Regions from separate parts of the Mus musculus genome. Here regions 2, 3 and 4 are each linked to region 1. Evidence: chromatin contacts called from public Hi-C, HiChIP or PLAC-seq and promoter capture Hi-C data. All regions are on one chromosome and are shown on one strand. The core of a region is the stretch at or near the end of the contact, and the rest is flanking DNA. Distances in the headings are between cores, read along the strand shown. Region 1 holds the start of BC034090 (cDNA sequence BC034090). Region 2 holds the start of Xpr1 (xenotropic and polytropic retrovirus receptor 1). Region 3 overlaps Gm9530 (predicted gene 9530). Region 4 overlaps Gm41980 (a long non-coding RNA gene).

Evidence for each region. A called contact is a pair of places that touch in the nucleus more often than the background predicts. HiChIP or PLAC-seq counts read pairs in DNA pulled down with a chosen protein or histone mark. Capture Hi-C pulls out chosen DNA fragments and counts their contacts.
Region 2: a promoter capture Hi-C map of adipose tissue shows a contact between it and region 1. The contact joins the promoter of Xpr1 here to the promoter of BC034090 in region 1. A contact is called at or near these places in 2 of 39 promoter capture datasets (the C10 cell line and hippocampal neurons), 4 of 484 Hi-C or Micro-C datasets (embryonic stem cells, large pre-B cells and rod photoreceptor), 1 of 115 datasets of contacts at active chromatin or transcription factors (pro-B cells) and 2 of 9 other capture datasets (adipose tissue and liver).
Region 3: a contact with region 1 is called in an H3K27ac HiChIP or PLAC-seq map of trophoblast stem cells, with 12 read pairs. The contact joins the enhancer-like site here to the promoter of BC034090 in region 1. A contact is called at or near these places in 2 of 484 Hi-C or Micro-C datasets (both in embryonic stem cells), 15 of 115 datasets of contacts at active chromatin or transcription factors (craniofacial prominence, embryonic basal ganglia, embryonic forebrain and 7 more) and 3 of 9 other capture datasets (adipose tissue, embryonic stem cells and pancreatic islet).
Region 4: a contact with region 1 is called in a Hi-C map of bone marrow-derived macrophages, with 48 read pairs. The contact joins the enhancer-like site here to the promoter of BC034090 in region 1. A contact is called at or near these places in 7 of 39 promoter capture datasets (the C10 cell line, the HPC-7 cell line, embryonic stem cells and 3 more), 1 of 15 datasets of contacts at CTCF or cohesin (the NIH/3T3 cell line), 9 of 484 Hi-C or Micro-C datasets (DN3 thymocytes, the G1E-ER4 cell line, Th1 cells and 5 more), 27 of 115 datasets of contacts at active chromatin or transcription factors (the 230-238 cell line, the HPC-7 cell line, the NIH/3T3 cell line and 17 more) and 3 of 9 other capture datasets (adipose tissue, liver and pancreatic islet).

What each region holds. Positions count from the first base shown.
Region 1 is chr1:155,239,995-155,246,317 of GRCm38.p6, reverse strand. It overlaps BC034090 (cDNA sequence BC034090), which reads left to right and starts at 1,786. Exons shown (of 10, transcript NM_001370865.1): 1 at 1,786-2,132; 2 at 3,992-4,893; 3 at 5,519-5,582. The coding sequence starts at 2,089. It overlaps Gm31102 (a long non-coding RNA gene), which reads right to left and starts at 3,189. Exons shown (of 4, transcript XR_878641.3): 1 at 2,839-3,189.
Region 2 is chr1:155,412,836-155,419,078 of GRCm38.p6, reverse strand. Xpr1 (xenotropic and polytropic retrovirus receptor 1) reads left to right here and starts at 1,635. Exons shown (of 15, transcript NM_011273.2): 1 at 1,635-1,913. The coding sequence starts at 1,845.
Region 3 is chr1:155,070,619-155,076,761 of GRCm38.p6, reverse strand. The region is part of intron 3 of Gm9530 (predicted gene 9530); the gene reads left to right. Among named protein-coding and RNA genes, the nearest start is that of Gm9530, 9.6 kb to the left of the region's middle. Within about 2 kb of position 1,686, at least 139 of the 459 cell types and tissues checked have an H3K27ac peak or open chromatin away from gene starts, as enhancers often do. A contact at or near this core is called in adipose tissue and trophoblast stem cells, where this site is marked.
Region 4 is chr1:155,026,466-155,032,594 of GRCm38.p6, reverse strand. It overlaps Gm41980 (a long non-coding RNA gene), which reads left to right. Exons shown (of 6, transcript XR_001779499.2): 3 at 2,847-2,991; 4 at 3,722-3,777; 5 at 5,763-5,893. Among named protein-coding and RNA genes, the nearest start is that of Gm41977, 8.4 kb to the right of the region's middle. Within about 2 kb of position 4,479, at least 140 of the 459 cell types and tissues checked have an H3K27ac peak or open chromatin away from gene starts, as enhancers often do. A contact at or near this core is called in the 230-238 cell line, DN3 thymocytes, the G1E-ER4 cell line and 11 more, where this site is marked.

The sequences.
Region 1 (6,323 bases), core at 537-3,036:
ACACACATACACACACAAACACACATACAAACACACACACATACACACACAAACACACATACACACACACACACACACACACACACACACACACACACACACACATGAGTGCTGGGAACCCAACTCCAGTCCCCTGCAAGAGCAGCAGCAGGTGCTCTTACTGAGGCATCTTTCTAACCCCTCGATCTGAATTTTCAAAAACGAAATATTTCATGTTCTGCTGCAGACGCCAACCACCACACTCAATATCGTGTCCGTCGGGGGTTCTTGAAGACCTGCCATTTACCAGCTTTGTTCCGATTGGTCACCTCATTTGTACAAAGGGACAATAGTTCTGAATCTTGAGGTTGCAGCAAGAGGCAGCCACTCTAGGGACTGAGTTGTCAGTGTATGGTGATCGATCAGCACTAAACCAGAGCAGAAAGTGCCTTGTGGAGGAACTTACTCTGCGAACATGGCAGGAAGACGCTTCAGACCCTGCTCCACAGAGCCGTGAGCCTTGAACCTGCTCACTTACACAGGGTTTGCCCAGGATAAACCCCTTGGTTCCTAAACCGGTCCTGGGCCAATCTACTGTCAGTTTCCCAGGGTGCGGCTCAGACCAGATTGCCTGCCTCGGTGTTCCCTCCCCCATCCAGCTCCCTTAAAGGGAGATAGACATCCTTTCTGTTTCCATGGGACTCGGTTTGAACCCAGGGCCTCTTGCACAATAGGCAAATTCTCTACACCCATCCCTACATCCTCAGCCCATTTCTCCCCTTTTCCTTTTGAGAACATGTCTCACTAAATTGCCTAGGCTGGCCTCGAACTTGCAGCAGGATCCTCCTGCTTTAATCTCTGAACAACTGGGACTACAGGATTACACCCGCACAAGGGGTAGAACTGCCCTCTCTCTCCTGTGCTCTGCTAGGACCTTAGCTTTGTGCATCCTTTCCAGTAGCTACACCGGCCATCTAGCAGCACAAAAGATTAAGTAAGTGAAACTTGTTGGCCAAAGAAAGAAGAGAGACCACTTTCTCTTTTCAGAGACGTCTGAAATGTCCTGGTTCTTCTTACTGTTCCTTTGGGGGTAGGGGAATAGTCAAAATGGGTTTGGACATTGGAGAGACTTAGTCACCTCCTGGTTAGAAAGAGGAAGCTCCATGGATTTGGGCACAATTGCCAGCCATTTGGTGGCTCCTTCACGGAGGCCTGTACCCAGGTCTGTTCGGGAATCCTCCACTGCCCCAGAAGCGGTCCCTTCCCCAAGCAGCTGGCAATGCAGGCCCAGCTCTTGGTGGCTCCGGATGAGCAGTCAACGCCAGCTTACCCCAAGGCCTCAACGAACCTTGAATGATCTTGACCTAAGAGGGCGCCCAAGGGTGATGGGGCGGCCCTGCGGAGAAGCCCACCGACCCATCCCGAAACGTTCTCCACACAAAGTCCGGTCCTCAGCTTCTCGCTCCAGCGGAGCCGGTGGAGTCGGCTGAAGCTTGTCGCCTTTTGCGCTCCGGCTGCGCCCCCGAGTCACCCGGGCGCCCCTCCGCTTTCGCGCCCGTGTCCCCGGGGAGGGAGCTGATCGGCGCCCGGGACAACGGCCCCGTGGCAGCCAGTGAGCCCCAAATTCAGGGCGCATCCTCCGGCCGTCTAGGCGGCCCTGGCTCCAGGAGTGGAGCGGAGCCGAGGAGGCTCTGGGCTCCCGGCGTGCGCCCGGGTCGAGTGGCCACGACCCTGGGAGGCCGCGGGAGGCTGGGGGGTGGGGACAGGCCGAGGTCGCGGCTCCTCCAGCCCCTTCCGCCGCCCCTCCTCTCGCCTTCCTCGCCCTCTCTTCCCAGGCCGGCCCGCGAGGCCGCTGGCTGGGCCTTTCACCTTCAAGCAAAGCTATGAAGTAGCGGTCGCTACGGCTCCAGGCGCCCAGCGGGGCCAGGGGCGCCGCGCACTCCTGCCAGCCCGGCCTCGCCTCGTGGGACCCGGGGCGGGACACGCTCCGGGGACGAGGCCTGCGGGCCACACTCCCGTCCGCCCGCCCGAATTCAGGGCGAGTCCGGCCCGGGACTCTGCAGCGGCCCCGGACGGGGAGAGTGGGGCAGGGCCTCGCCTCTCCGAGGGATGGAGGGGATGGAGGCGGCGGCCAAGCCCGCGCGCCGCTCTCAGTGAGTACCGAGAGGACCCGGGCGGGGTGGCGGGGCACACCCGGGGACACCCGACCTCCGGCCGCCGCAGAGCTGGAAGGGTCGTGGAGGCTCGCCCTTCCTGTCCATTTTCATTCCAGGTTTTTTTCTGAGTTAGAGCATCGGTGCTAGGAGTTACGACATCTTCCAGGAAGGTCGTCCGGAGGCCTTCAGTCCCGACTGTCTCATTCCTTAAGGTCTGCGGACAAGTCTAGAGCGAAGCTCCAGGGTTGACCCATCAATTTTTCTAAAAGCTCACATTACAACCTGGGCTTCTGGATTGGATCTCAGAGAAGAGGTAGCTGAGCCACAAAGAGAAACCTAGTACATTTTCGATCAGTGATTCTCAGTCTTAATGCTGCGACCCTTTAGTACAGTTTAAGTTTATCATGTGGTGATCTCCAACCATAAAATTATTTTCGTTGCTACTTAATGACCGTAATCTTGCTACTGTTACGAATCATAATGTGAATATCTGATATGCAGTATATCTGATATGCGACCCCGTGATGCCAAGAACCGCTGCTCCAGATGATCTAGTAGAGAAAATGACTTCTACTATCCCTAAACTTCACAGATTTACTGCTGTGAAATTCTGTGTTATATATGTATCTTGCTTCATAAAATATGTATATTCTGAAAAACATGTTAATTTAATAATTATAATGAATTACTTTAAGAGACTTACCTTTAAGAACATCTTATGGTGGATCCCTATTGTGAGAAGGGAATAATTAACCTCTAATATATACTCTATGCCCAAATTCTTACACGCTGAGAGTTTACTTCCTATGGGACACAGGTAGACTAGGGTGACTTCTGAGTGTTCTGAGTAGTCACTAAGACACAGTAGCTTATACAGGGAGTAAAACAGTTGTCACGTCATTCTCTGTAAAGCTATTGGAATCAGCCAGGCCACCAAGGGGCCGTATAATTCTAGTGAGTCTTGGGACCTCTGCGGACTCAGGTCTTACCTGAGAACAAGGGGTGCGGTTAAAGGCTCACTGTTCTCGGAGAGTCCTGGCTTGGAATGGAAAGGTTCTGGTTACAAGCTTGTCTCCCCCAGGGCATCTACGTGATGTAATTTCTCTATGCCTCAGTTCTCCATCTGTTAAAAATAATATTTTTATTTATATATTATATAATAAATAAATATCTTTATTTATATAAAATAACATTCTATCACAGACATAATATAAATATATTATTTTAGAGAGTGTTGACATGTTTGAAAAGCCTTTGCTTGACATAGAGCAGATAGCTTATCGTTTGTGACTGTCACTATTACTTCTTTCGAGTACAGCTTGACTCTAGTCTAACACTTTTTCACTAGGGTTGGCATGAAGCTGGCAGGCAGCGACACATTCTATTACAGGGACAGGTCCGTCATCCACAAGGAAGAGTACTGACCATTAGCCAACACTGCCATTCTCCTCTGGGGCCTCCTTTAGCCCAGGGTTGGGGAATTACACTGCTTTTCACCATGGTTCACATTTTGCATTGGATTGTTTGAGGCCTTGTTTTGCTCACCCTAAAAATGGGAATAGAAAAACTGGCATTATTTCCTTCCTCGGGGTTTACTGCCCATGCTCCAGTAACCACCCTCCCCAGTCTCCTCCCTGCCCTCTAAAGAGCATGCCAGGAGAAAATAAGCTTGCTGGTAACCTGTTTGTTCTGTCCTGTGACTTGTCCTTTTCAATGTGTGTCCACGTTATATAGAGGACACCAGCTCTTCTTGAGGTATGCCACTTGAAAAGGGGTCCATATCAGGGCACTGTGGAGATCAAGCAGGTTACTGGGGCGTCCAGGGTCAGGGTCTGAGCTTCTCTTTTTTCCTGCAGAGCATCCAGGCCAGGGAGCACAACAAGCCCCACGCAAGTGACTCCAGCCATGGCCAGAGATGGCGCTGAGCAGCCAGACAGTGGACCTCTCCCGAGACCTTCACCCTGCCCCCAGGAAGACCGAGCATCTAACCTGATGCCCCCCAAGCCTCCCAGGACATGGGGGCTGCAGCTCCAAGGTCCTTCTGTGCTGGAGTCCAAGGTAAAGGCCTTGAAGGAGAAAATGACAGCAGGAAAACAAGGGACAGATCCCCGTCCCACTTCCTATGAGCGTCCATCCCCTACAAAATCCAAATGCCACCAAGTCAAGACTGGAGTAGCCTGGAGCCTACCAGATGCCCTGGTGGTCCCCCATGCTCAGAACCCTAATGATGGACATCTGGCCAGACATGTTAATGAGAAGAAACCTGCCAGGAACAGTGGATCCAAGCCATCTACCCCTGAGAGCTGGAATGAACAAAGCCCGTGGTCTCCAGAAGCAGTGTGGATGCCGGCTGATCATGAGGAGGACCCAGTAGCAGGGTCTGGCTCTTTACAAGAAAGTCCCAACAATCGAGTTTCTGCAGTCCAGCCACAGCGGCCTGGTCCCTGTAAAACCACCCCCTTGAGCAGCCAGAAGAAGAGAAGACAATACCCGCTCGGAGATGGGATAGTCACAAAGGAAGATCTGGACAGCACAACCCTAACCTCTAAGGAGGATTTGATCCCTAGAACAGACCAGCCAGAGACATTCTGGAGAGCTCAGGGCCTGGAGGCTCTGGGCTCTGTGGCAAATGCTTTGTCCCTGTCTGACAGGGTAGAGAGGAACCGCCTCCTGTTGCAGGAGATACTGAAGGTTTCCAGACAGAGTCCTCCCAAAGCAGGGAGCCCAGACTGGACATCCTGGGACCGAGATGCATCAGGTGAGCCTTATTTTACTGCCTGAGTTGGAGCAAATAGGACATGGGGGAGGGAGGGTGGAAAGATGGCACAATAATGTCACCCACCCAATCACTGTCTGGATGTAAGGTCTTTTATAATGCTTATGCAGCCCTAACTGCCTCCAACCCTGTGGCCCTCCAGGTCAGTGGGAGGCTATTCTTTGTGCTTAGGGACAGAGGCTATGAGACTCTTCACTGAGCCTTGTGGCTCTTTGCAGAGTAGCCTCTTGTACTCCCTCTAACGATGCTGCCCCGTGCCATCCCCAGCGTGGGAAGTGGGCTAGCACACAGAAGCACATCCCCAAAGAGCCTGAGCATCCTGCTGCCCGCGATGAGCGCTCAGACTCTGGAAGACATCCTTTCTGGAGTTTCATTACCTGAGGGCATGTGTGGACCCTCTTAACCAATCCAAGTTCACTCACAGTCTGACAGCCTGTGACTCCACTTCTCAGACCAGAGCTTTCTAATCCCATCACACTGCAGATTAGATTTTCGTGTGTGGATCTGGGGAATGTAGGCATTCGGCCCACAGAGGGGGTAGAGCATCTCCTCTGTGCTCACCAGTTGGTGGCTCTGCCCTGATCTCTGCTTCTGCTCTGGGCCCTAGAGCGACCAGCGGGAGACGTGGACTGGGACTCGGGCACCCCCCAGCAGGACTCAGGTCAGAGCAGGTAAGGGTTCTTCCTTACCACCATCCCTCCATTTTCTATACACCAGAGCAGTAGGAAACCTTGATAAGGCCAGAAGAGACAGAGGCAAGCCTTCACCAGGAGATAGTGGCCACTGCCAACCATCATTCTCGAGGCCCTGTAGAAGGTACCAGCTGCTGGCTACCTGTCACCTGGGCCAAACCACTGGGTGGCAGAGGTCTGCAGCAAACCTTCCAATTACCTGCTCAGTGTCCTGGAGGCCATTTTCTCTGCCTAGGCTTCTACCTCTTCTACCATAGGGGTATTGTGAAGCTAATGGGCTTGGGTGTGAAACTCCTCAGGGATGGTACAGGAACCCAGCACTTTAACTCCACCTGTTCTTTTCCTAATCAGAGGCGTGTGCAGGGCTCAGGGCCAAGGATTTGCCTTCCAGCCTCTCAGTGGGACCCACAGACTGTTTTCTAGCCCCTTCACTTCTGTTCTGAGTGTGGTGGGCGAGGTGAGCAGTGTCCTAAGTCTGGACGAGTGGGATCTGAGATGTGGTGGGGGCCACATGGGGGCTCACTCAGAAGCTGGCCTTTGCCTTTGGCAGCCTTAAGCCTTGGCTGGGATGTTGGCACATGAGGCTGAGAGAGGCCTTGGGTCTGGGAGTGGTGCCCTTTTCCACAGCTGCGCATGACATCAGTCTGGGAAGGTCTGATGTCTGCCCACAGTAGTCAGCTTTGTCCCTTCTCCCTGTGTATCTCACTAAGATTGACCCAC
Region 2 (6,243 bases), core at 386-2,885, 170 kb before region 1:
TTATGTATATGAGTACACTGTAGCTGTACAGATGGTTGTGAGCCATTGTGTGGTTGCTGGGAATTGAACTCAGGACCTCTGCTAGCTCTGAGGCCCCTCTCACTCCAGCCCAAAGATTTTATTTATTGTTATATGTAAGTACACTACAGCTGTCTTCAGATACACCAGAAGAGGGTGTCAGATCTCATTACAGATGGTTGTGAGCCACCATGTGGATGCCGGGATTTGAACTCAGGACCTTCGGAAGAGCAGTCAGTGCTCTTAACCACTGAGACATCTTTCCAGGCCCCACTTATGATTTTTAACTAAGAATATATGTGTGAGTCTGTGTGTGGGTACTTGTATGTGAGTGCAGGTAGGTGTCCTTGGGTGCCACAAACATCCCCAGAGTTGGAGTTAGAGGTGGTTATGAGCTGCTTGCTGCTTGACATGGATTCTGGGAATGAAACTTAGGTCGCTCTTCGGAGCCATCTCTCCAGCCCCCTGACGATTCTTTCACCAGAGGCTGAGGCTTCTGTTCAAACATTTGCCAGAAAGATGTGCTTTTTCTGAGCAAGCCTCATACCCTCTCTTTCTCTTGAAGAAACATTCATAAAACCTTATTAGAAAGGGGAATTTAGAGGAAGGGAAGGAGGAAAAACATATGGCGTTTTGAAGTATGTGTGTGTGTGTGTGTGTGTGTGTGTGTGTTGGGAAGTCAACAGGGATCTATATTGTCACAGGTACAATACTTCCTTAGCAAACCTTTGAGTCTCATCAAAGTTGTAAGAGTTAAAGAGGATAAAGTTACATGTAAGGAGTTTAGAACAGTGCTTGGTACAGGGACAAGAATAGACACACTTAAAAAGAGAGTCAGCTACTATGTTATCCAGGGCTCCACCATCCAAGGTGAGACCTGGGCTTTTCCCTCAGATAAGTCCTTCAGGGCAGTCACTCTCACATGGAATATGGTACTTTGCTGCCTCTGTGGTATCTTTCCAGAGGTCAGCCTGGATACAGGACTGTCACACAGGGACTGGGTGAGGAGAGGATTCTCTTTCTTCTCAGCATTGTTTTCCCTCTCAAGTTTGCCCCCCACTCCCAGTCAGCTGTATCACAAAGTGTCAATCCTGGTTTGTATCTAGATGTTTTGGCCTTTCTGGTAGCACTAGGACTAATTAGACAATTACATTGAGATACAGAAGCAGCACAAACTTTCTGGCACTGACATTTTAAATTGAAAGCAAGCATTTATTGAGCATCTACAGCATGCAAATACAGTTCCCTTAAATACAATTGGCTCTTAACTGTTTCAACTACTCAATTTGGACCACTGCTGATTTATCTTTAAGGGTTTTATGAAGAATCAATATTAAAATGGAAATAATATTTGCACAGTTCTCTGCAAATATCAGCGTCTTGTGTGGATTATTGTTGCTCCAGTACCAATATTAATTGCAGTAGCAACATTGTTGTTTTTCCCAGGCAGAGTGTAGAAAGCAGCTGTAGGCAGACTGGAGGCAGGCGGAAGAGGTCAGGGGAGGTGCCTTCCCACGTCCGGCCCAAAGGGGCGGAGCAAGAAGGAAAGCCCCTGAGGCCACGCCCCACCCCGCCCCCTCCGTCGGAGCGGCGTAGGCGGTTACCATGGCGATGACGTCTAGAGGGCGGGGCGGGGCGGGGCTATGGAGAGGAGGAGGAAGATGGCGGGAGGGCGGCTCTGAGGAGACCTCGGCGGCGGCGGAGGAGGAGAGAAGCGCAGCTTCGCGCAGCGCCGGGGCCCATGTGGGGAGGAGTCGGAGTCGCTGTTGCCGCCGCCGCCGCCTGTAGCTGCCAGAGCCGGGTGGGAGTGAGGGGGACGCGGCAGGATGAAGTTCGCCGAGCACCTCTCCGCGCACATCACTCCCGAGTGGAGGAAGCAGTACATCCAGTATGAGGTACCTGGGGCTGCTGTGGTTGGGGCGGGCTCGGAGGGGCTGTCATCTCCCTAGCTGCGACCTCCGCCGCTGCCTTGAGCTCCCCGGCCCGGGCGGACTTTGACCCACCGCCGCGGGGAGCCACTGCGGCATCCCCGGCGCTGCTGGCCCCCGGCGGCCAGGCCGTCCTTCCCCTCCCCCGCAGCCCTCTGCCGCCGGGGTAACGGATATGCAGGCGGCGGCGAGAGGAAGGGCACTGCCGGGCTGGGGCTGGGGAATGGTGGTGGGAGGCCAAGCCGCAGGTGCGACGGCGGCCCGGGGTCGCGGCGGTTCGGCGCCACCCCCTCCCCACTCACCCTGACCTCCGGTCCCCACCGCCAGAGATCACCCCCTCTGCCAAGGTTAGGTGCTTCTCGCTGCTCACCTCTCGCCAGAGAATCGAGCTCTTGCAAGATAAACCCCTCCAGCGATTGCCTTCAGTCCACCCAGCCCCGTCGGCTTACCTCCACTTGCTCACTGTTGACAAAGGCTTTGTAACAGGATTGAAACTTGGTGAAATGTGTATCGCCTAATGCAGTGGTTATAGTTTTCAAAAGCATTGAGCCAATAGTTCTGTTTTGATAAGGAGACGGTTGTCTCTGTCTTTGTACTGACTGCACGAACTATACAGAATAATCACATCTTTGGCTTTTCACTCTTCTCTGGTTTTGGAATGGAGGGAAGAGAAAGGAGGGAAGAGAATTATTTAAAATTTCAGGTTTTCTGCTAAGTTTTTGGTAGGGAGAAAAATCACTGTATTGTGAATACAGTACCTTACTTGTGTATTGCACGAGACATGTTCCTCCTTTCAGTTTCTTCCTCTTGCAAGGCTTTTGGAGGGTTTTTAAATACATGTTTTAAGGAACCTTGCATCAATATTGGGAAAAGTAAAGACAGTGCAAACCACTCATATACTTAAAAGGTAGGATACCTGAAAGGCATTTATTTATTTATTTATTTATTTATTTATTTATTTATTTATTTATTTATTTATTTATTTGAAGCTTGCAATAGGTTATTCTCAGAAGCTAGTAGTTCAGCTCCTGGAGAGAGAAAAGACAGCGGGTCTGTAACCTCCAGGAATTCACATCTATGGTATGAGCAGGAACAAAGAGTATAAAATCAATAGGAACATGCACACACATACTAGCTAGGTTTTATGGATTAAAATATTTTGGATTTCCTTTTTAACTTTTATATGAATTTAGTGATAGGATGTTTAGGCAACAGCAGTCAGTCATTTATTCATATAGCCTGTGTAATAATTGAAGACCAGGGAAAGGGATAGTTAGGTTAAATAGAATCTTGAAGATTGTAAAATAAGTTTGTTTGTAATATATTGTATTTAATGGCAGAAACGAATGGCTCATTACTAATACTCTCTTGTCAGTTTCCTTGTAACCTTCCTCTGCCGCATTCTGGAAGAAAAGGTCCTAACAGTTCAGGCTGTGGAGTTGTTGATTTATTGTTTGTAATAACATTCAGTCAGTTTTAAAGCCTTGGCTAGAATCCAGATGGTGGGTTCCACTGAAAGAAGGGCACTGGGTTTTCATCTTCCTCCTACCACTTTGAGCACCGCTGCCAGCTCTTCCCAGAGGTTAGTGCTGTAGCATGCTGGAGAGCTTATTACTGTACAGTATGGGGTGCTTGCTTTTGGTCAGAGGAACCGGACTTGGATATATCCCTGTGATATATATCTAAGTATTTTAACTTTGACTATTTTATAGAATTAATGTGGACTATCTTGGACTAGAAGGGGAAGCCTGATATAGTTTAAAAATTCGATTAACCCTTGATTTGTAATGTCAGCTTTGTGGCTGGAGTATCCACGGTGACTCGAGACTCCTCAATGTACACAGTCTATTTGGTTACTATTATTTCTAAATGGTTACTCTAGATTGGTCACAGTGGGACAGAATTCCTGTGCTTCTGAGTGACTGCATTATCTTTCTCAGACCAATTATAAATGACTTTTTGAAAAATTCATTTATTGTAGATAATTGAAATTTGATTCTACAGAGATTCCCCTACTATGTAGCTCCTACCTCAGTAATTTCATCGTTCCATAGGCAAGATGAAAAATAAGGGGCCTTTTTTCTTTGTAAGTTGGAAGCATTAAAGACATTTGCATGGGATTGCAGTCTTTGTGTTGTGTATTATTTCAAAGACTTGGTGCTATTCCTTTAAAAATAGCATAAAGGTATGAGTAAGAATTTTTAAGATCTGGAAATGTTAGAATGTTAGCTACTTTAAAACATCAGGGAAGAGACCCTGTTTCCTTCCTCCACCCCCCCCAAAAAAAAACAGGGATAAAAGGTATCTATATTTAAAAGTTAGCTTTTGCTAGGGGAAAAGACCTTCACTTAATTTTTTGTAATATGTATTTTTACATAGTTGAAAATGATGCTCTCTAAAACAGTTATCAGAACAGACTTGGATTTTTCAAGCCTTGGTGATGAAATTTTGATGTATTACCCTTAGTTCAAGCCTAGGTTGCCTTCTAGTGCCCTGAGCCAGCATGCACTGGTCAGCTTCTTTGTTTACGTCCGTTTATTAAATATTACTTGAATCAGGAGGAGCTTCAGATAGGAACTGATTATTTTGTTTATATCTATAATTCTATGCACCATTTAATTATATGTAATAGTATGGATGCTTGGCTGCATTGTAAGTGCAGGTTTTTGTGTATGTTAGCTGTGAGGCCCTGAAGAGAATGTTTTTGCTCTTCCTGCTTTCTTCTTTTTTTTTTTTTTTTTTAATAAAAAAATAGCCTTTTAAGGCCTATTTCCTAAGTGTTTGGCTTAACTTTTAATTCTTTTTATTATTGGATTGCTGAAATTATTAATGATAGTAGCATATTAATATCCTGAAAATTATTGGACTTAAACTAGAAAAATGTACATTCATAGGCAGAATAAGCACAAAAGACTAGAGAAACATGGAATATACAGGACATCTAGGTGATGCTTTATAGTTTTACTGGGACTAAACACAAATGAGCAGAGACTATTGTTGTTTCTAATAACCCAAGTACAAATCTCAGTGTGGAAAATAGAACATCAACACGTCTTTCTAACAGTACTTTCAAGAAATATGGAATCAATGGTTGTATAGTTTAGAGGTCTGTAATAGGTTAATCAAAATTAACCAGTTTCATCCAAACAGACTAGTATGATCAGTTACTATTTTACAGAATATTAGCAAAAGAGGCAAATATGTTTGAAGCCTTTGATTGATGATGTGATTTTTTCTCCGGAGGGTCCAGGACTAAGTGGCATTTTTCAGTGTGTACTGTAGAAGGCATAAGATGCTAAAACAATGAGCTCTCTAGAGTTCAGGAATTGAAATGGAATTTAAAGATTATCTGCCTCCTTGCTTTATGTGTGAGAGAGAGAGAGAGAGAGAGCGAGAGCGAGTGCGAGTGTGAGCGCACGCGCGCGCGCGCACACACACACACACACACACACACACACACACACACACACACACACACACACGGCTTCTTGAACACTGTATGTTTTAATAATGGGAGCCAGGTCACATTAACTGTGTGACTCCTCTGATGAAATAACTTCCTCCTCCTGGAGTTTCAGGCTGTTGATCTGCATGTAGTGTTGGAGAACTGAACACTGATGGATTCCGAGTAACCCTCATGTGATTACCGTTCATCTACATTTCTGTGCTTTGTTGTGGTTAAATTAAGTTTATGGAGAGAATTTAGGGAACTATTTTTAAATCCTAATATAAAATTAATGATTAAAAATCATCTTTTCAAAAACTTTAATGAAAAGCCAGGCATAGTGAGTGGCTCCCAGCACCAGGGAGGCAGAAGCAGGAGGATCTTTGTGAGTTGAGATCAGCCAGGTCTACATGGTGAGTTCTAAGACAGTCAGGGTTACATAATAAGACCCTGTCTCAAAAACCCAAACCAAACCAAAACCATAAATAAATAAATAAATTTGAATACATTAAAAAACCTAATTGTTTTAAATTGAGATTTTGTTCTGTGACTGGAAGAACCAGTGAAACTACGTTTCCATTGCTGGGGATTGAACCCAGGGCTTTGGGCATGTTAAGCAAGTCACCATACTTGAGCTACAACCCCAGCATAAGACTTACTTAACTTAAATAAACAAAAGTCATGGTCATGATAGGAGCTGTACTTCCTTATTTCTCAGTAGGAGGAAGCATTGCCATAGTGTTGTTGTGATTCTCAATTCTAGACCCTCCCATGGGAAAACTTGTGTTGCAGGCTTCAGTGTCTCAAAGGTATTATGTTGATTAGTTAGGGTTCACATGCCTTGCTGGAACT
Region 3 (6,143 bases), core at 437-2,936, 170 kb after region 1:
TCTTTCTTTCTTTCTTTCTTTCTTTCTTTCTTTCTTCAGGGGTTCTCTGTGTAGCCCTGGCTGTTCTGGAACTTGCTCTGTAGACAAGGCTGGCCTAAAACTCAGAGATCTGCCTGCCTCTGCCTCCCAAGTGCTGGAGAGAGAATTTCTCTGTGTAGCCCTAGATGTCTTGGAACACTCTCTGTAGACCAGGCTGGCCTGGAACTCAGAGATCTGCCTGCCTCTGTCTCCCCAGTGGCGTAAGGCTTTTTCAAAGAGCTCATGTTTCTCAGAGGTCCTTTCCTGATACCCTCTACTGCCCAGTCTGGAGGAAGGTGTTCCTTCTGAGTCCTCCGGAGGAGTGTGTGCAGGCCCTGGTCACAGCTGCTTCTTTCTTTGATTGCATTGTGGTGCATCTTCGTCCTTAGTCTCTCCAGCAGGGAACCACTTTCTTCTGGGCCTCCTCAGTGTCTAGCTGAGAGCCTGATGTGGAACTGGTGATTTGTTTAGCTGCTAATTGTCCATGTCCCCTTGTCCCAGTAGAGTGTAAGCTCCCTGTGACCAAGAACTTGTTTTTCTCATTTCCTCTTAAACCTGGTATTTATCACAGCCTGAAACAAATATCTGTTGAGTGAATACATAGAAGTCACGGGCTATGATTCACTTTTTATTTCCCCTGGAGTGCCCTACTGACCTCATGTGAGGTCCTCCGCATACCGAATGGTTTAGTGGGATGTATGTCCAGTGCTCAGCCTTACGCAACACGTTTGGTCTTCTCTGCTGGGTTCTTTTCCAGTCTGTGCTGCTGTGCCCTGTTCCATGGAGGACACCTAGCTCTGGGCATGAACCGTGAAACACAAAGGAGTGAGACCTCATGAGCCTGACCTGGGGCTAGAGCACAAGACACGGATACATGCTAATCCCCCTTTTGTATCATTTTGATATACGACTCATTTTTTTTTCTCAAATGGGGTTAGAGAGATGGTTCAGCAGTTAACAGCTCTCGATGGGCAGTTATGGAGACCAAAGTTTACATCCCAGCATCCATGGTACCCCACAGATGATGTAACTTCAGTGCTAGGTATTTGTTTGACAAACCTGGCCTCTGTAGGTACACACACCTGTTTCTCTCTCTCTCTCTCTCTCTCTCTCTCTCTCTCTCTCTCTCTCTCTCTCTCTCTCACACACACACACACACACATACACACACACACACACACACACACACACACACCCTCTATCAAGTAAATGTAAGAAGCATGCTTTCTTGGTATCACACCCTCAAAGGTGTTCCTTGCCTGGGAGCTTTTGTTCCATGCTCTGGGAAGAAACTTGGGGGAAACGGCTTAAAATAACCAGTTTCCACCGGCTCTCTCACTCTTTCTAACTTTGGGTCAAACTCTGACTTCTCTGCTTCTCTTTTCTCAGCTGGGAAGTGCTTGTTTCCTGCGCACTGCTCTGTGGGGTTTGGTTATGTTCAGCTCCTGCTGCATCGGCTGCAGGCCACTCACTAAAGGTGTCTTTCTTCTCTTCCTCAGTGGTTTTGTAAAATGGCCTGGCCTCCTGGCTGGAGAGACCTGGTGAGCAATGTTGTTGAACATGGGCTTCTCTCTGGTGGGAAAACCAGACCAGGAGCGAAGGGTGACTAGGCCAGATGACTCAGGATTTGGCAACTGGAGCATTCTTTGGAGCATTCTGTAAACATTGGTCAATAGAGTCTTGCAACATGCCCCGCAGGTGGGAGGCGGGAAGAAACAAGGGTGTGGAGGATGTGGAGGCAGGGAGGAGGCCAAACGTGTTGCTCACAGAGGACAAGGGTGACGGGCTGAGACGTTTGCTCCTTCGCCACACTGGCAGGAGGTACCCTCTCCAGCAGGCTGCAGTGGTGATCAGTTCTCATGGTCCTGGTCTCTTTCTGCCCTCTCCTCTTTCCCACCAACCTCACAGAATCCCGCTCCCCTCCCCCCTCTGAGAGTAATTCCAGTGTTCTTTAAGCTCCCTTCCCAAACTTTATACCCCAAAGCCACAGAAAATCAAAGTCCAATATCTGGGCTTATTATAGGGGCTGGAACAAGGACTTGGGCAGCAGAGGCTTTGCCCAGCCCTCTCTCGGTTAAGTGAATATATACCTCTTCAGCCCGCAGCTGTGCTTTCTGCCCATAGGTTCCTGGGAAGCTCGTTGGGAAATACTCAGGAAGGTGGGTGAGCTTTCCTGGCTATTAGTTATTGCATCTTGAAGTCCTAAGGCTTCTGTATCCTACCCACCATGGTTCAACATTGAGCGGGGATCCCAGGGCATTCCCTCTTTCCTCAGCAGCCTGTATCACTCCAAGGCGATCACAAAAAAGGGGAGATTGGGGCCAAGGGGCATGGCTCTCCTGTCTTCTCCATAGAGGTGGGCCTCTCCTCCCAGAGATGCCTTCTTCCACTTCAAAGGGATTGGTTCCTGTCCTCCTGGGAATACCTAACTGGGCTGGGCCCTCTGCAGAAAGAAAAGAGAGGTCAACATGAATGGACAGCCCGGCTGAGCGTATATCCGCTCTTCCTCCTCCCTTACTCTGCCTTCTGCCTTCTTTTTTGGTGGAAGCTAGAGGCAGGAGACCTCAGGCCTTCTCCCACGTGGCCAGTGAGTCACTAGTCACACTCCTGCCTTTAGGGGCCTTGTGGTCAGGTGCCTCCGAGACCCTTTGTTCTGCTCATGGCTTACGCTGATGGCCCCAGGGGCCTCACTTCCTCAGTCCCTAGGCAACTGCTGGCTATGGAGGCACTAGCTCTAGTGCAGTGAGCCAACTAGATGTGGACTTTCTCTCCAGGGGAGTCTCTGAAGGGGGAGGGGAGAAATGGGGGAGAAGGAGGATGACATCAGGGAGGAGATGGGCCATGAGAGCCAAAAGCCTAGTCGCCAGGGATGTCCTCTGTAGTTCCAGTCATTTCCAGATGAGCACACTGGTAGTCACACATGAGTATTCCGCTTGCAAGTCATCACAGGTGCTGGGCTCACTTAGTCCAACTCCATCCCATTCCTTCTCCCCCTTTCCAGTTCTTTCCCCCTCTCCATATTTCATCCTGCGACCCTCAGTGAGGATGAACTGTGTCCTTTACCCCATGGTGGTTCTCAGAGTGTGGCACCTGAGCCAATCGCATCTGCATTAGCAGGGTACTTGAAATGCAAATCCACAGGCTCAGCTCCGACCTAGGGAATCTGACACACTCAGCAAACAGCACAGCCACCCTCAAAGGGACTCAAAGGCTTCAAGCACTGCTTCGGTACCATGTCTGTTAGAGGCAAAACACTTAAGAGTGGAAACACTGTCCATAACAGAGAGGCCAGGCAGGTTCCAGTAGATGCTCTACTGAGCTCGGTTCCTGGCCAATACCCCCACCCACCTACCCTGAGCAGCTTGCAAAAGTTACTGGAGGCCTCTGTCAGTCACAGACAACAGGAATGCTGAGCAGGCGATTTCTGCTTATACTGCTCCTGATGCTGCTTTTGGGGGGAGGCATGCGGTGGGGGGGACGGGACGGGACAGGATTCGGGACAAAGGCTCAGAGGTAGAACTGCTCTTCTTTTCACAGTGTTGTGAAATGGGGAGGGATGGTAAAAGAGAAAGAGGAGAATGAACCTAAGGGGAAATGGCTTCTCCTTTAGTAGCTAGCGGCTTGTGTGAGGAATGAGGTTAGTTGGTGGACTAGCCTCTTCTCTGGAAGGGTGTCATTTGGTTTTCTGGGTGCTCCCCAGTGTGGAGCACAGAGTACGGTAGAAAGGGGGGCTGGATGAGCACTCAGGAGAACCTGGGCGTGGTGCTGTAGGCCTAGAGTCTCCGTATTTGAGAGACTGAGGCAGAAGAATCCCAGGGTTCAGAGCAGCCTAAGCTAAAGTGTGATTCTATCTCACGAAGGCAGGGGAGGAGAGAGCGGAGGAGGGGCGGGGGAGGGGAGGGAGGAAGCCGAAACAAGTCATGAAAGATGAACAGTCTGGACACGTTTGTTGTGGCTTGAGGCAAGTCTTGGTGGCCTGTTTCTCAAACTACACAACTGGACTGGACGTATCAGCTTCACTCATCTGAAAACAGTGCTTTGAGGATAAGATGAGACCCTTGTAGAAAAATCCTTGGAAAGCTAAACTGTTTGGGACTTGACAATGCTAGGTGTGTGTGTATGTGTGTGTGTGTGTGTGTGTGTGTGTGTGTGTGTTGAACCCAAAGTACAAGCAGTTTTGAGGGGCAGTCTGTTAAGTTAGAAAGGCCAATTGACTTAGAAGTCAGGAAATCTGTATTCTGCTTTCTTTTTTCGCCTCCCTCCAACCTTATTATCAAGAGTCGGCTGCTTTCACCATTGAGGCCTCAGTTTCCCCACGGTACAATGGGCACACTCAGCTAGACCATGTTTCCTGCTAGGCTTTAGCAGCCTGTGAGTCCAGGCCTTTGCAATAGTTGGTCCTCATGGTTGTGTACTTTCAGGCGAGCTCCGTGGTAATCTTCTCTTTGCTTCATTGAGAGAAGCCAAAGAGGGACACACGAGGGTATTGTTGCTACATTCAGGATTCAGACCCAAAGCATGAAGGATGGAGACAGAAGGCAGCGCTGGAAGGCTGTTGGGAAGGATGGTGTATTCTCTGACACAATTTGCCGAGAGTCTGCAAGATTTTTTTTTTAAACCTCTGAAGCTTAGGTTGGCAACTCGTAAACAAAGGAGTTCCCAAGAAAGAAAAGCAAGTGGCTGGCTTTATAGACTTCGATCCTCCCACTTCGCTGGCTTCACGACATGGGAGATTTGAATTTCCCCTTCTTCTTCCTTTTTTTATTTTTCTGGAGACCAGAAGGGAGGTTGCTTGAATTCTACATTGTCTCCCCTTCTTCCGTAGTTGACCTTAGGCAGACTATTCAGAAAGGAAGGTCGAGGGTGGACAACTGCCTTCAGGAAGAGAAAAGACAGAGCCCAGTTTCCCTTTAACAGACCCAGCTCTTCTACATCCCTAGCATCATCTCTGGTCCTGGCCACCTGCCACCCCTCTCCCACCCAATTCAAGGGTGTTCACCCTGAGCCTCACAGACATTCTTTCTGCTCTTCCTTGTTGGGGGCCACTCACAACCCTGGGAAGCAGATTAAGTGGTCAAACCGGTACCAGAACACCTCAGGGCCCTAGGAAACTGTAGCCTCCTCTCCTGGGAACGGCCTGAGGCTATTTTACTCCCTTAGTCAGCACTGGGCGGGAAGGGAGAGGGCCTGGGAACGGCCAGTGGCGTGAGCTTCTGTAGCAATTGCACCTCTGTAAACACAATAATAGCAGGTCTGGGATTATGGTTGTCACCCTTGATAATTATCAGCTGCAGTGCCTCCCCCCCCCACAGGTGGACCACACCGGGGCTCATCACTGCACAGGGGGTTGTGGTGTAAGTTCCAGACTTCCAGATCGCTTCCTCTAGTTGCTAGGCAACTGAGAGTATGTGTAGGGAGCAGGGATCTCATTTAGGAAATTCTCCCCAGGTCTCCCAAATTACTGAAGTCTAAATTGATTGTTCTCCAAGTGGGGACCTTGCATGACTGACTGCTCCCCTGGGAAGGTTAGAGGCTGTTCTAAATGAACAACAGGCTGGGCTGGTACCCAGCGAGGGATCCAGCCTATACTGGGGAGTGGGGGGAGGGAGGGAGGCCATTTGGATGCTTAGATTCCCTAACTTATTTAGGTATGGGTCTGAAGATGTCACGCAGGGTCAAGGTTAATAGGACTCAGAGCTCCAGCTTCATCCTGACCGTTGCCATGAGAAGCAGCTTGTATCTATCTGTCATGAAGTGGCCAGATAGGCCCATAAGGAGGTTCTGCAGAAGAGAAGATGAGCAAGGAGGAAGTTGGGTTGGTGTTAGCTGGCTTGTTTTGGTGGCAAGCACCTGTGTGTCAAGGGGCAGAGCCTGGTATCTTTTGTTCCACTCCCAGGCTCCCTGGTATTGTGTGTGTGACCACAGGGAAAGGGAAGATTTTTAGAGTTGCCTTGACTTCTTGCTGAAGGTGATGTAATTTAGCTCTGCCCCTCACACTCCAACCTCCCACCACTGCGTGGTTTGGGAATCCATTCCCGAGAGTCTTAGTTTCTGTATCACATGTTGGTACAGAACTGTGGAGAAAAAGAGGAAGCAAAAAGTCTCAAGACTTGATCCTGGTTCCT
Region 4 (6,129 bases), core at 3,230-5,729, 220 kb after region 1:
TGTCTCTGTCTGTCTCTGCTTCTCTATCTTTCTCTCTGTCTCTGTGTCTTTGTTTCTGTGTCCCTGTCTCTCTGTCTCCCTCTCTGCCTCTATATCTTTGTCTGTCTGTCTCTGTTTCTCTGTCTTTTTGTCTCACTGTCTGTCTGTGTCTCTCTGTCTTTCTCTCTGTGTGTCTCTGTGTCTGTCTGTCTGTCTGTGTCTCTCTGTCTCTCCCTAACATCTCTCTGCTTCCTGCTGCTGGGAGGTAAGAAGCTTTGACCCCCATGTTCTTCTGTCACAATCGTTCTGAAACCTCTGAGACCGTGAGCCGAAATAGATCCCTCTTCCCACTGTTCTGCCCCGGCCTTTATGAGAGGGAAGGAATGTCTGGCTTACACATTATTCACCTACTTTCTCTGGGGCCCTGGGGGTGGGGGTGGGGAAGAATGGGAGGGAACATTTTGTTGTATTTTCCTATTGGAACATGCTTTTAATAATTTAAAGCAACAGATACACGAGTGGCAGAATCCGGAGGAGGGGGATGCATTGCAGGGGAGGCGGATCCTGAGGCAGCTGGGGAAGTCTAGCCCTGGAGCCGGAAATGGTAGTGCAAGTCTGTAATCCAGCATGCTGGAGGCTGACACTGCATGAGACAGAGTGGGCTGGGCATCCATCCTGTCAGCCTCACTTCCCCACCTGTAGGCTGACGAGAACAGTGGAGCAGCGAGCACACATGACTACCGTTTACTCATGGCTAAAGATGGCAGTGACTTTATAGCATCCCGGGCATTTCACATCCATAAAGTAGGAACTGGGGGCTCTGCACTGGTCACTTTTTCTTGTGTTTCCTCTTCTCTTCTGGAGAGGGATGAAGAACCTTTTCGAGAGGCGTGGTCTTTTAGGGAGGTCGTCACGGCTGGTTTTATTGAGACAGGATCTTGTTATATAGCCCACACTGGCTTTAAACTAGTACTTGGTAGCTCAGGCTGGATTTGAACTTTTAACCCTCCCATCTCAGCCTCCAGGAACATGGCAGACATTAAGCATATTAAAGCACAGTCTAACAGTCAAAATATACAAAAGAGCACACGATGAAATGTCACACCTCTCCCATTCATTTCCCATAGGCTCCCAGAGGTAGTCTTCCTATGTTGTGTTAGACTTCTCTTCATGGAGACAAGATGTTGTTATGTCCCCCACCGGTCCCCAGCCAGGGAGGGATAGCGGGGCCTCGCTTTGAAGGTTTGCTTTGTGCCCCTCCGGGCTGTGGCTGGGGCAGGGTCTGGTTTTAGTGGGTGCAGTTACTGATTTTCTGCTCAGGAAAGTGTTCCCTGGGCTTCAAGCAGTTCCCTGGACACCTTCAGGGTTTAAAAAACTCACTCTTGCTTGGTTTCAGCTCCAGTTAAGTGGCCCATGCGGTGTGCCACAGAGAGGAGGCGCGGTGGGTTGGGAGCCTGTGTGAGCCCCTCCCCCACAGACTTGTCAGAAAACAATCTCTTTTTTCTGCCCTTCCCTTGTCTTGCTTGCCCAGGCACAGCCTGGCGCCACTTTGTGATGAGTTGGTGTCAGGTGTCAGGGCTTTGATAAAGGAAGGAGTCAGAGTGGCCGCCACCTCCTCCCTCCCTCTGTAACCATGCCAGTCCCGAGGACCACCAACCCCTTGACACACATACACGTTTGATCACACAATCACGACGGAGTGGATTCTGTAACTGCATTAACCACTGCATAACTTCCATGAGCAGCAGCAGCAACCACATGGCCTCTTAGCCACACCACAGTCCCCTCTGCAACTGCAACATTGTAGCCATCTCCTCAATGTGTGTTATGCTGTCCCTTAGGGCCCTGAGCAGGACTCCCCACACCCTGTGCTAGGGATCTAGGGCTTTTAGGCAGGAGTGGGTGGAGGCTGGCATTGACTGGGAGCACTGGACAGTCTTCTGTAATGGAAGGTGTGAAACCCAGAGGGCTTCCCGGCACTTTAAGCTATATAGCCTTTTCTGGTGGATCGAGACGATCACGTTGTGCTCTGCTCTGCCGTAAAGCAGGGATAGAAATAGGGTAGAAGAGACTTACCTGTGTGCCAGGAGTGTGGCCTCAGGTCTCCTGAAAGCCACTTTCTCAATGGAGTTGGATTCGGCCGCTGTGTGATATCAGCACAGTCTCTGTGAAGGATGGATAATTTCAATTCTCAAAACTGAGATAAGAATCAGCAGGGAGTCTGGCCCCTGGACATGCCTGTGGGGCATTTTTTCCAACGAGTTAATTGAGGTGGGTAGATCCACCCACTGGGTGTCCCATCACCCACTGTGTGTCACATCTGGGGTTGGCCTGGGATCCTGGACTGTATGAGAAGGAGAATCAGCTGTGTACAAATAGTTGTTATTCCCTTGCCATCCTGATTTTAATGTGCCCAGCTGCTTCAAGCTCTAGCTGCCCTCACGTCCCTGCCTTGTCGGACTGCACCTTGAACTGTGAGCTCAAATAAACTCTCCCAAGTTGGTTTTTCCAGGCTGTCTTCTCACTGCCACAGAAAAGAAGGCAAGGCAATGTGGCAGGGGCCTGCAGTGTCAGCCCATGCTGGCCGTTGGGCCAGCTCAACCAAAGACAGGGCTCTCGACCCATGATGGGAGAGCAAGTGTGTTGGAAGCTGCAACTGAGGCTGGTGTCCAGCACAAGTCAGGTTTCTTCCTGCTGTCTCTGCATCCCTGGTAATTGTCATTTACCCCTGGGGTCACAGCTGTCTGCCTACTCCATCACCCAGAGCCTTAGGCACTTGGGTTGCCCAGGAAGCAGGGTTGGCACCTGCTATGTACCTGCACAGTGACAACCAATAAAGTCGCTCTGGGGTTTCTGCTTCTTATTAGGATCCCAGGATGGAATGGAGAGGGAAGAGCAAAGACACAAGGCCGCTTCCCCACACTCTCCAGGAGCTCTGAGGGCTTAGATGTGTGGGTGGCGGTGCTACTGGAGGACGTGAAAAGAAGCACAGGAAGGGACACAGAGGCAACGGTAAGAAATAGGTTGGGGTCACTTCTTAAGTATGAAGCTAATTGCTATAGGGGAGCAAGCTTGTGAGTTCATACCTCCTGAGGGGCAGAAAGCCCAGCTCTGGGGCCACAGCAATTGGGAGAAGGGGTGAGATAAGGCTACAGGAGCCCCGAAGCTTCTGCTGAGGAGGCTGGGCTTTACATAACGAGCCACTGGGAGTCACGAACACAGGAAGATGATTCAGCCAACACATGGCGGCACAGGGAGACAATTCTATCTTCCTGTGGCGAGGGGGCGCAGACTCAGGTGTTAGCATTCATAGCAGCCGGAGCGGAGCAAGCCTCCGTAGCTGGGACACCGAACTGCCTGCCGGGGATCAGGAAGGCCGAGGGGCAAAGGTGGCTTGTGGGGAACTGCAGGAACTCTGGCCGAAACGTGGGGGCATCCAGTAAAGATGCGGCTAGGTGTGGGTGGGCAGGAAGAGTTAGGCGTTAGGGGGCTGAGAAGGAGGGGCAGGAGGGACCAGCCGTGGGGGGAGGGCTTTCTAAGTCCGAGGGAGTAGGGTCTAAGAGCAGGCTTTCTCTAGGTCATTCCCACATGCAGGTGAGCCGGGAAGACCAGCTGCTGGTCTTTCCAGTTGTCAGTGGCAGGGGAAGCCCAAGTTTCCATGCAGGGGGATTGCTGGTTCTGCTGACAGGCACCCCGTGCTTCCTGTTTCCTGATTGTAGAGAGAGCTATGTTTTTCCTCCAGGGAAAGAGGAAGTAGTCCCACAGCTGTCCCAGTAGCGGCTTCTGAGGTTCACCAAGGTATGTCCCTGGTTGTCTATTGGGCCTTTGAGTCCCTGTCCAAGATCCCAAGCCCATTGGGCAGTGAAAAAGGTTTTCTTTGTCTTACCAACTTCTAGGCCAGTATTTCCCAACTGTGATTAAAAGGAGCACCACCTAGGGAGTTATAAATAACCCTCGTGCCCAGGCAACAACCAAGACCAATTGAACAGAGTCTGAGGGGGAGAGCGTATTTGAAAGCACCCTGGAAGATTGCAGGGTACAGCCAAGCTTGGCAATCTCAAGTCCAAGTCCATGTTCCCGTAAATGGTGCTATTAACAATGGAGCAGGTGTTCCTGATGTCCTGAAAATGTGGCAAGGCCAGTCCAGGCTTCAGGGAAGGGCTTAGCAGGGGGAAAGGTCATTACCGATGTGAACAGCTTCTTAGTTACAAAATTGTCTACTTCCTCCTTGTCAGACAGCTGTGGACACCTGGACTGGACCCTTGTCCCTGTTCTCTAGGGTTGGGACAATTCCACACACACACCTGTTCTTATCTCTAGAACAGATTCAGGCTATGGTTCGAGTGTGTAGCTCGGACTGTTAAGCTAGCATACGGGAAAGCTGAGTGACTTTAGCCACCTACTCCAGATTTTCTCTCCCCAGGTTGGAGGTTGTGTTCAGGGTACCAGCACGGTCTGGTTCTAATGAGGGCTTGCTCATTTCCTGGCTTGCAGACAGCAGCTTTCTGCTCGTATCTTCAAAAGACAGAGGAAACTCTGGTTTCTCTTCGGAAGGTTAATCCTTCCAGACTCCAGTCTCCTCATGACCTCACTTAGAGTTAATAATCTTCCAAAGGGGTCCATGGAATCAGGGAGAGAGTACGGATGTCTTTCCTCTATACTTGTAGTGTGTGTGTGTGTGTGTGTGTGTGTGTGTGTGTGTGTGTGTGTGTGTGTGTGTGTGTGTACACGAGTCTCATTGGCCGCACAGGCTACCTGAGAGGGAGGAAGTGGGAGGAGTGGGTGGCTGCTCTTCTTGGCTGATCTCTGGAGACCTGCCTGCAGGTCTTGCAGTTGTGCACGCCCACCACACTGCCTGTCACCTCAGATGGATGATCAAGTCATACAGATGCATCCTCAGTACTTCTGGCTCCGCCTCCGTGGGCGGCGCCTCCCTGGCTTAGCAAGTCTGTGCTTTGATATTGAACTGCTTTTCTTTGCTCTGGGTGATTTCTTCATCACTGCCACTCATTAGTGTTCTTTGTTCCCCACAATTCGCTGGGGTTTACATAATGCTACTCGATTTATGTATTTTAATGCACACATTCTCATTTCGTTTCATTCAGGGAACAGGAACGAGGGTCCAGTCCAGGTGCCCACAGCTGTCTGGCAGGGAGGAAATACACAGAAGCAGTTCACACTTGTAATGACCTTTCCTTTGTACTTTTCCTTTTAAATAACTTTTTGTTTTATTTAGGCTGTGCACGGTTTCATAACTTACATCTTTTTAAAAAATCAATAATTATTAGCTATTCCTTTATATCTCTAAGGATCCTGAATATTTTTTCTTTTTTTAAAAAAGACTTATTTATTTTATGTATGTGAGTATACTATTGCTGTTTTCAGACACACCAGAAGAGGGCATCAGATCTCATTACAAATGGTTGTAAGCTGCCATGTGGTTGCTGAGAATTGAACTGAGGACCTCTGGAAGTCAGTCAGTGCTCTTAATCGCTGACCCATGTCTCCAGCCCTATATTTTTTTCATAACATCTATCACTACTTGGCATATTATCCTTCCCACAGTGTGTGTGTGTGTGTATGTGTAAATGTATGCGCCAGTGTGTATGCATGTGTATGTGTGTGTTTGTGAATGTGTATATGTGTGTGAGTGTGTATATGTGTGTGCATAAGTATGTGTATGTGTGAGAGTGTGTATAGTGTGTATGTGTGTATGTATTTGTGGGTAGAACAGATGATGTCACGTGTCTTGCTACATGGCTTTCTACCTTCTTTTGAGACAGGCTCTTTCACTGAACCTAGAGCTCACTGATTCAGCTGGGACAACTAGCAGTGAGCTTTAGGGCGCTGCCTCTCTCCTCCCGAGCCCAGCGCTGAGATTAGACCCCTAAGGCCGTGCCCATCGTTTTTTTAGGTGAGTGGTGGAGATCCAAACCCAGATGCCCTGCTTGCAAGGCAGACTTCCTAACTGGACTCAGTTCCTAACAAGTACTCATTTAGACTTTACTAACGGAACCATCTCAGCTTTGGATTCTAAACTTTAAACTTTTTCGATTTTATCTATTGCTGCTAAGTGTTTGGAGGGGCCTTTGGATCATCAACTTACAGTAAATACTACGGTGCCTGGAAGTCCTGTAATTAGAACTCATT